2 separate regions of the Mus musculus genome follow, and region 1 is linked to region 2. Evidence: chromatin contacts called from public promoter capture Hi-C data. All regions are on one chromosome and are shown on one strand. The core of a region is the stretch at or near the end of the contact, and the rest is flanking DNA. Distances in the headings are between cores, read along the strand shown.

Evidence for each region. Promoter capture Hi-C pulls out the DNA fragments that hold promoters and counts their contacts.
Region 1: a contact with region 2 is called in a promoter capture Hi-C map of hippocampal neurons, with 4 times the contacts expected there. The contact joins the promoter of Zfp202 here to the enhancer-like site in region 2. A contact is called at or near these places in 7 of 39 promoter capture datasets (embryonic stem cells, frontonasal cranial neural crest, hematopoietic stem and progenitor cells and 4 more) and 1 of 115 datasets of contacts at active chromatin or transcription factors (astrocytes).

Annotation. Positions count from the first base shown.
Region 1 is chr9:40,189,924-40,193,791 of GRCm38.p6, forward strand. It overlaps Zfp202 (zinc finger protein 202), which reads left to right and starts at 2,393. Exons shown (of 7, transcript NM_030713.2): 1 at 2,393-2,514.
Region 2 is chr9:37,634,712-37,638,715 of GRCm38.p6, forward strand. The region is part of intron 7 of Siae (sialic acid acetylesterase); the gene reads left to right. Among named protein-coding and RNA genes, the nearest start is that of Tbrg1, 21 kb to the right of the region's middle. Within about 2 kb of position 2,625, at least 12 of the 459 cell types and tissues checked have an H3K27ac peak or open chromatin away from gene starts, as enhancers often do. A contact at or near this core is called in hippocampal neurons, where this site is marked.

The sequences.
Region 1 (3,868 bases), core at 1,143-3,642, 2.6 Mb after region 2:
TATGCCGGGGCCTAGCAAACACAGAAGTGGATGCTCACAGTCAGCTAATGGATGGATCACAGGGCTCCCAATGGAGGAGCTAGAGAAAGTACCCAAGGAGCTAAAGGGATCTGCAACCCTATAGGTGGATCAACATTATGAACTAACCAGTACCCCGGAGCTCTTGACTCTAGCTGCATATGTATCAAAAGATGGCCTAGTCGGCCATCACTGGAAAGAGAGGCCCATTGGACACACAAACTTTATATGCCCCAGAACAGGGGAACGCCAGGGCCAAAAAGGGGGAGTGGGCGGGTAGGGGAGTGGGGGTGGGTGGGTATGGGGGACTTTTGGTATAGCATTGGAAATGTAAATGAGCTAAATACCTAATAAAAAATGGAAAGAAAAAAAAAGAAAATGGAGTCATCTTTAACAATCTACAGAGAATAAAGTAACAGTGATGAAAGGAAGAGAACAAAGGACCAAACTTGATCCAGGAAAAGTCTGTGTCTATTTCACCAGGCCAAGGGATGCCCAGATAACTGGACAAAAATCTGTGTCCCTTACACACCCTTGCCATGTGTTTGAGTGTGGAAGTTATTAGCACTTGAATCAGTGGGTCTCAGTCAATCTGTTGAGAGCTGAATAGAAGAGAAAGGCAGGAGAGAGCAAAATACCCTCTTTTAAGGCAAGGCATTGTTTCATCCTGATATACCAAGAACCTGATCCTGGAACCTGCTGATGCCGGGTTTGCAGCGACACCCCACCTTCACCTACCTGTTCTGGGGCTGGATGTCGCCACCAGTTTCTCAGCTCTCCATTCTGCAGTCCACACAGATCCTGCACCATCATCTCAGCCTCCATAATTGGAGGAGCAAATTCTCATACTAAACCTTCATTACTTAGTACCCTTCTCGGGGTACTTAGCCCCATTAACGATAGAATTTTAAAATGCACTAAGAAGAAACCTCAAAGACAATTTTATTAGACAAAACAAAAAACAAAAAACAAAAAACAAAAAAAAAACAGAGCAGGCAAACTAAATTTCAGTTTCAGCCCCTGCCTAGAAAAAGAAAATGGACAAGAGGAAGAAAACAAACCTGTCATTGTAAGCAGTCACATAGTGCAGCAGAGGGAGGGATACTTCAGAAAATAATAGAAAGGCTCCAAGTAACAGAAAAAGCATACTTTGGCTCTGTCCAGTGTCCTCAGATAAAGATTTAAAAAAAAAAAAAAAAAAAAAAAAAAAAAAAAAAAAACGAAGGGGAGGAGGAGGGGGAAGAGGAACAGGAAGAGGAAGAGGAGGAGGAGGGGAAAAGTATACCTTAGTCAGGACTCAGAAGGGCAGACAGACCTGCCCATTCTGGCACTGACTGCCTGAACTGAACAGAATCAGGTTTCTGAAAAAGTACATTATCTATCTCATTAAAGGGATACCGTCACCAACTCCCATGTCTTTTACCACGGTATTAAGTGAACTTGCATTCTGGTGGGGTGGTCAGGTGATTGGCTGGGCACAACTGGATTAAATCTCACGATTGCTCGGTCTTCAGCCAGGCTAGAGGTAGACTCCATCCACTCCTTTGACCGAAGAACAGTCTTCCAGTTGGGGCTTCAACAAAGCTTTGATCAAGGGTGTTGTAACACCCTCTGCAGAACACAGCTGCCTCTCTAGCAAAAGCAATTAACATGTCCAGTTCAAAGTATGCTAAGCAGTCTCGAGCAGTTTGTCCCATGAACGGAAACGGTTTTCAAGAAATGGCTGAAAGGAGAAGACTTGCACATGTCACCATGTGACATTCAGGGCAAGATGGACTATAGAAGTGTTAGGGACAAAGACAAAAATGAACAACTTAGATCAGGGAAGACAGTGGCAAAGAGGCACCAAAATAGCACACAAAGGTTAATAGACAACACCACCATTTCCTTACTGAGCTTCAGTCTACCTTCCAGTTTTTAGTTCTAAGACCAACAGTTTGTGTTTTTTCAAGACGGACAGAGTTGACAGGCAGATGTTCTGGCGGCCCGGCAACAGCTGTGCATGAAGGAGCCAGCATTCAAATCTAAACCTTTCTTTTTTTATTCTTCCATGCTTGAAGGAAAAGAAAACTGCGTGGGAAGGAGGGGATTCTCTTGTGGAGATGTAGATACCAAAACCAACATGAAAGATGAAAACAAAACCCTGTAGGAAGTGGACAATGAATACCACGCCTAGGAAGGTGATGGGTTTGCCGCAAAGGGGACTGGCCATAGAGGGCAGCAGTCCAGGGAATGCTTCCCGGCATGGGTCTCACTGGAGAAGCCCCAGGCTTCGACCAACAGGAACACAACGAGTGGACCAAACCTCCTACAGCCTAGACAGGCTCCAGCACCCCTTGGAGGTGGGGCGAGTGGTCGCTTCCGGTTCCGGGCGCAGAGGACCCACGTGTTCCGACCCGCTGGGCCCCGCGCGACTCGGATCCCGCTCGGCTCTTTCGGCCGGGAGTGGGTGGGGGAGCACCGGGCAGGGGAGGAGCCGCCGGAGCCGCGGGAGACGTGAGTGTCGGGGACCTGGCCGGCGAGCGGGCACCGCAGCGGGCGGGGAGGGAAGGGCAGGAGCATTGGGAGGGGCAGCAGACCCCGCCCCCCCGGCGCCGGGGGACAGCGCCTGCCAGGGAAGGGGTGGCGGCGGGGTCCCCGCGGCCTGGGCGTTGTAACCATGTCACCTCCTCGCGGCCAGAGCCGGGACGTCCGGAGACAAGGGTGGCACTCCAGGCTTCTCTGCCCAGCCACCTCCTTCCGCCCCCTCTGGGGGCCTGCGGACATGCACTGTGCCCCTCGGATTGCGTCCATACCAACCGCTCCGGTGCGCTAGAAGCCAGTGGGGTGTAGCCTAGGCCCCTTGACGCCCACCTTCCCCTCTCTTCAGACTTTTCACTCTGCATCGCACATTGCTCCAGAGCCCTCCCTGCAGGTTTTGCCTTCCCTCCTTCCCAGCGAACCCCGCCCCCTTCACATGCGATCTTATCACCTGTGATCCTTGCCAGTCCTTGGCCGTCTAGCGTGTGGCTCTCACCTGGCTTAGTGACAGGCTCAGAACTTCCCTGTAGAGCTAGAGGCTACTGTCTGCACTGTCTGAACTTCTTTCTTCCTACCCCTGACAACCAGCTCGGGGACCTCTTCTCCAGCTCATCTCACCATCTGCGGGACTTTCCATAGTGGACTGAAAGTTTGCTAGTTTTTTATTCCATGGCCGACCTGGTCCTCTCACACACTTTCCCCTGGGCTGTGGCTGTCTCGTATTCTACACATGGATAGCGCTGTCTTTTCTCTGTGCAGAACTCCCCAAAGGGAGATCTCTAGGTCCAGCTTATCGTCTTGGTCGTGGTTAGGAGTGCCACATCTAGGGTTTTGCTGTCAGGTTATTCTGTCCATAGTCTACAGGTGAAAGGCAGTAGGGAAAGCTTGGGGCAACGAAGTCACAAGGCATCTCTCTGTGCAGCTTTTTCTTTGAAGCAGCCCCATGGACCTTAATCCAGAAAACAGTTTCAATGAAGTGTCAGGATGGCTGTGAGAAGCTTGCTAGGAGAAGCAAGTGACAGTGGGATATTTGGAGGCCATCAAATATCTTGAGTCACTTTCTGCTATTGCTGCCTAACATAAAAGGGTTAGGAGGAAGGCAGTACATTTTTCTTCTAAGACAGCTGCTGACCTTTCCTCCTGTCTCCTATGTACACACCCTTTGCATTCTACCTGTATAATTGCAGGAGACAGTCATTCCAAGGCCACTGCAAGACCTACATCACTATTGAGGGACTCCTGTCGTTTCAGAATATACAGGTGTGGTGACTATACCACTCAACACAGGCATAAAACAACCCTAGGCTTTCTGTTTTATTTTCCTCTCCTG
Region 2 (4,004 bases), core at 1,375-3,874:
CCCTTTCCTCAGATAATCTTGTAATATCTTATGCTTTCGTTTTGTTTACATGTGAGTCATATAGGTGGCTATGTTTTTTTGGGGTCAGGTTTGTATTCCTAGTATGTAGTTGGTTAGCATCAATGATGGCTTACAACACAATATGAAAGAACACTGTCAGGAGAGGAAGCCCTGCATCTGGTTACAGGCTAGTCAGAAGGATTGTATGTTCATCCTTAGACAAAAGGAATAAATACATGGGCCAAGTTCAAAATTAAATTCATGAAATATCTAATGCTTAGACTTTCTAGCTGAGTGGTAGTTCTTGTCTTTTATGGAATAGGAAATTACACAATTAAGGTGTTAGGAAAAAAACGCCCAACCTTCAGTAGAATGGCCACTGTCATGGCTTAGGTATTACCCTGTGACCATTGCAGATACTTTCTATTCACTACCCTCTGTCTCTTGTACCTCATATATATATATATATATATAATTTTTTAACCATACTCCTCCTTAAGAAGGCTTCTGTGTATATGTGTTTGTGTGATGTATGCTTATGTGTAATTTTGTGTGTGTGGTATGTGCTTGTATGGTGTGTGTGTGTGTATATGTGTATTTATGTGGTCTGTGTCTGTATGCTGTGTGTTTGCGTGGTGTGCATTTGTGTATATACCACAGTGTGCATGTAGAAGTCAGAGGACAGGCACCCAGTCCTCATCTTCCTCCTTGTTTAAGACAGGGTTTCATTGCTTACCACTGCAAACACCAGGCAAGCGGGTCTACATGTTTCTGGGGGACTTTCTTGTGTGGGCTTCCCATTTTGTTACAGAAATGCTGGGATTACTGATGTGTGCCACCTATCCTGGCTTTATGTAGGTTGGGTGGATCTGAACTTGTCTTAATGCTTTTGTGGGAAATGTGTACTGACCCATCTCCCCGGCCACTGTGCCCTGTTTCCCAGAAAGGGTTTTTGTTGACTTTCTTCCACCTAGCATGGCTTAATGACTTACTTTCTTTTTTTACATGTACTTGTTGTTTGAAGGTGACTATGTAGTTCGTATGAAAAATATGCACTTGGATGCATATAACCATGGCATCTGGTCTTTTAAATTTGACAGTTTGCAGAAGCCTCTTACCCTTTAGCCTTAACTTTATCACCAACAAAAATATGCTAGTTACTTTTTATATTACCATATGTATTTATATAAGTATGTGGATTCAAAGGGAAACACCCAATATGACAACTCAAGATAGTGTGGTACAAGGTCTGGGACTGGAGTTACACATCTGGGATTCCTACTCTTTGAGCTGTGTAATTGTGAACAAACATCTTTCTTATTTTAAGTATTGCATGACTTAATCTATGTGAAAACATGCTGGGTGCTAGCATTTATTATTGTTGTAAGAAGTCAGGACATTTGCAGGGAGAGCTGTCTTGTTAGGAAAGATGACAGATGGTGTTTGAAGTAATGCAGCGGTGAGATCACAGTTAGAAATTCAGGACTGGAGCCCATGGAAGAGACCATGGCTGGTGGGGCACTCAAGAGTTACTGATAGACAGGTGGCTGGAAGCATGAGGGAAGGAAGATCTGGAGGCCGGGTTTAAAAGGGATCTTGGAGGAACAGATTGAAAACTTCACTAGTATTTGTAACATCTTTTGAATGTGACCAGTTTTGTGGGTTTTTTTTGTTTGGCAGTTACATATCTTCATTAGTCTTCGTATTTGTAAGAAGCACCATGGGAGGTTGAACCAAGCTTCTTCGCAGTACTTCAGATTAGGAAAAAAACACAAGCATTTCATTTGGGTGTGGAGTATGCTGGTGCCCCCACGTGGCCAGGGTGCAGCAGTGCCGTCTGGACAATTAAGGGAATTCTCAGTCAACTGCCATTTTGAGGAAAGGACTTTTTGACTTTGAGGGTCGATTGTAGTGGGTCTTTGTGTTGAACTTTAGGCTGTTTCTAGTGACTTTGTTGGTTCGTTCCTATTATGTCACTTGCTGGTGACTCGGGTTCCACTTGCAGTCCTTGCATTGAAAGAAGATGGATTACTCATTAGATCTCTCTCTCTCTCTCTCTCTCTCTCTCTCTCTCTCTCTGTGTGTGTGTGTGTGTGTGTTGGTGCAGGTGCATGCACTTATATGTAGAAGACCATAGGACAACTTTGGGTATGGTTGGTCATGTGCTATCCATCATTTTTTGAGATCAAGTCACTCATTAGCCTGGAATGTGGTCTCTGTTTCCACAGTGCTGGGATGTGATTTCTGGTGATCAGACTTTCCATGCAAGCCCTGTATTGGCTGAGCTGTCTCCTCAGCCTTATTCTTTTAGTTTTTATGAGATTCTGGTGTGAAGCACAGTTTGTCATTTCCTATGTTAAGACAGATTTGCATGCTGAATCTTAACAAGAGAACTGGAATGTTCCTTTAATTCTGTGCCATAGTCAAGGCTGTGGCTTGTCACTGTTTCAGCTTTCTGTTTTCCTAATGTCACACTCGTCACTCACGAAGCAGAAAACATCTTTAAAGTTTCTTCTGGCCATGTGATGATATGAGGCTTTTTTTTTCTTCTGGGCAGCAGGATGAGTAAGACTGGATAGAACAGTCTGTGTAGCTTCCCTGATGGGGTCAGACGTTTTGAAAGAGTGTCAAACGACAATTTGGATGCTGGCCAGACTGTGGTCTGATTTACTGTTAGATCGTGTTTGTAAGAGAGACAGAAAGTAGGTGGATGTCTTCCATTGGCTGGAACTAGGACTGGGAAGAAGGTGCTGTCTAAATCAAAGAACAGTGTGCTCGTAGGAACCAAAAAACTAAGAAAGTAAGAAATAGCAGGAAATACTGTGTCACAGTAGTTGTAAGGTTTTTTTTTTCTTCTTTTTTCATTTGATCTTTTATTATGGTATACTAGTTATATATAATGATAGGTTTCATCAGGATATTTTCTTCATGTACATAAGCAATTTGGTCACATTCACCCCATTACTCTCTCTTGTCCCCTCTCCCTCTTGCTAATCCTGCTTCTCTTTCCAGGTAGCTCCTCTTCATGTCATGTGTGTGTATGAGTGTGTATGTGTGTGAGTGTATACTTGTGTGTCTGTCCATGTCCCAATGCGGTATCATGGGTGCAGGTTTGCTTATCGGAGCTTGGGTACCTTACCAGTAGCTACATCACTGGAGGAAATGTCTCTCCTTATCAACTGTTAACTACATATAAATCCTCAGTGGAGGAGCAGGGGTGGGGGTAGGAGTCCATGAGCCCCTCCCACTTTCATGATATTGTTGACAAGCCCAGTCTTTTACAGCTTTTATGCAGGTAATCACAGACATAATGAGTTGTGAGTTCCAGTATAACTCACATATAATGTAAGGGTATATGTATCCTTAGATACACACATAGAGTGTATCATCTTAGAATTCTTCCTAACCTGCTTCAGTATCCACATGGCTTGCTCTCTCTTGTTTATTTTGTTCATTGGCTATATCTCTCCTCTGGAATGTGATCTTGTAAAATTTTTGCCTTTTTTTTTTTTTTGTCTGTGTTAGAATCAGAAGTTAGTGGTCCATTCCTCTAAAGGTATACCCTTCCTTTGACTTTTACATTCTTCTCTGCTTCTTCCTCAATGCTCCCTGACCTTTGGAGGGATTCATACAGTCATTGAATTTATGCTTGGCATTCAATAGCCATTTGTTCTCAGTACTTTGACTAGGTCAAGAATCTTCCAGGAGCCTCTGTTCTTTGCAGGCTAAGGGGCATATCAACTTTCAGCATGAAGTAGTTAGTCTTACTGCTCACTGTCTAGAGTCTAGCACTTACCCTCACTGCTCCTTCACTAGCCAAGACTCCCATTGACTTAGTGTCTCTTATCAGAGCCTTCCAAACCCTCCTTGCTTCTACCTTGACTCTTTAGGACATTCTCAGAGTATCAGTCAAGGTTCCAGGGTCCCCCCTCTCCCATTTGAGTGGCAGCTGATGCTAACAAGGCCAAGTATGCTTTGCTCCCATCACCTCCTGACCTTACTTC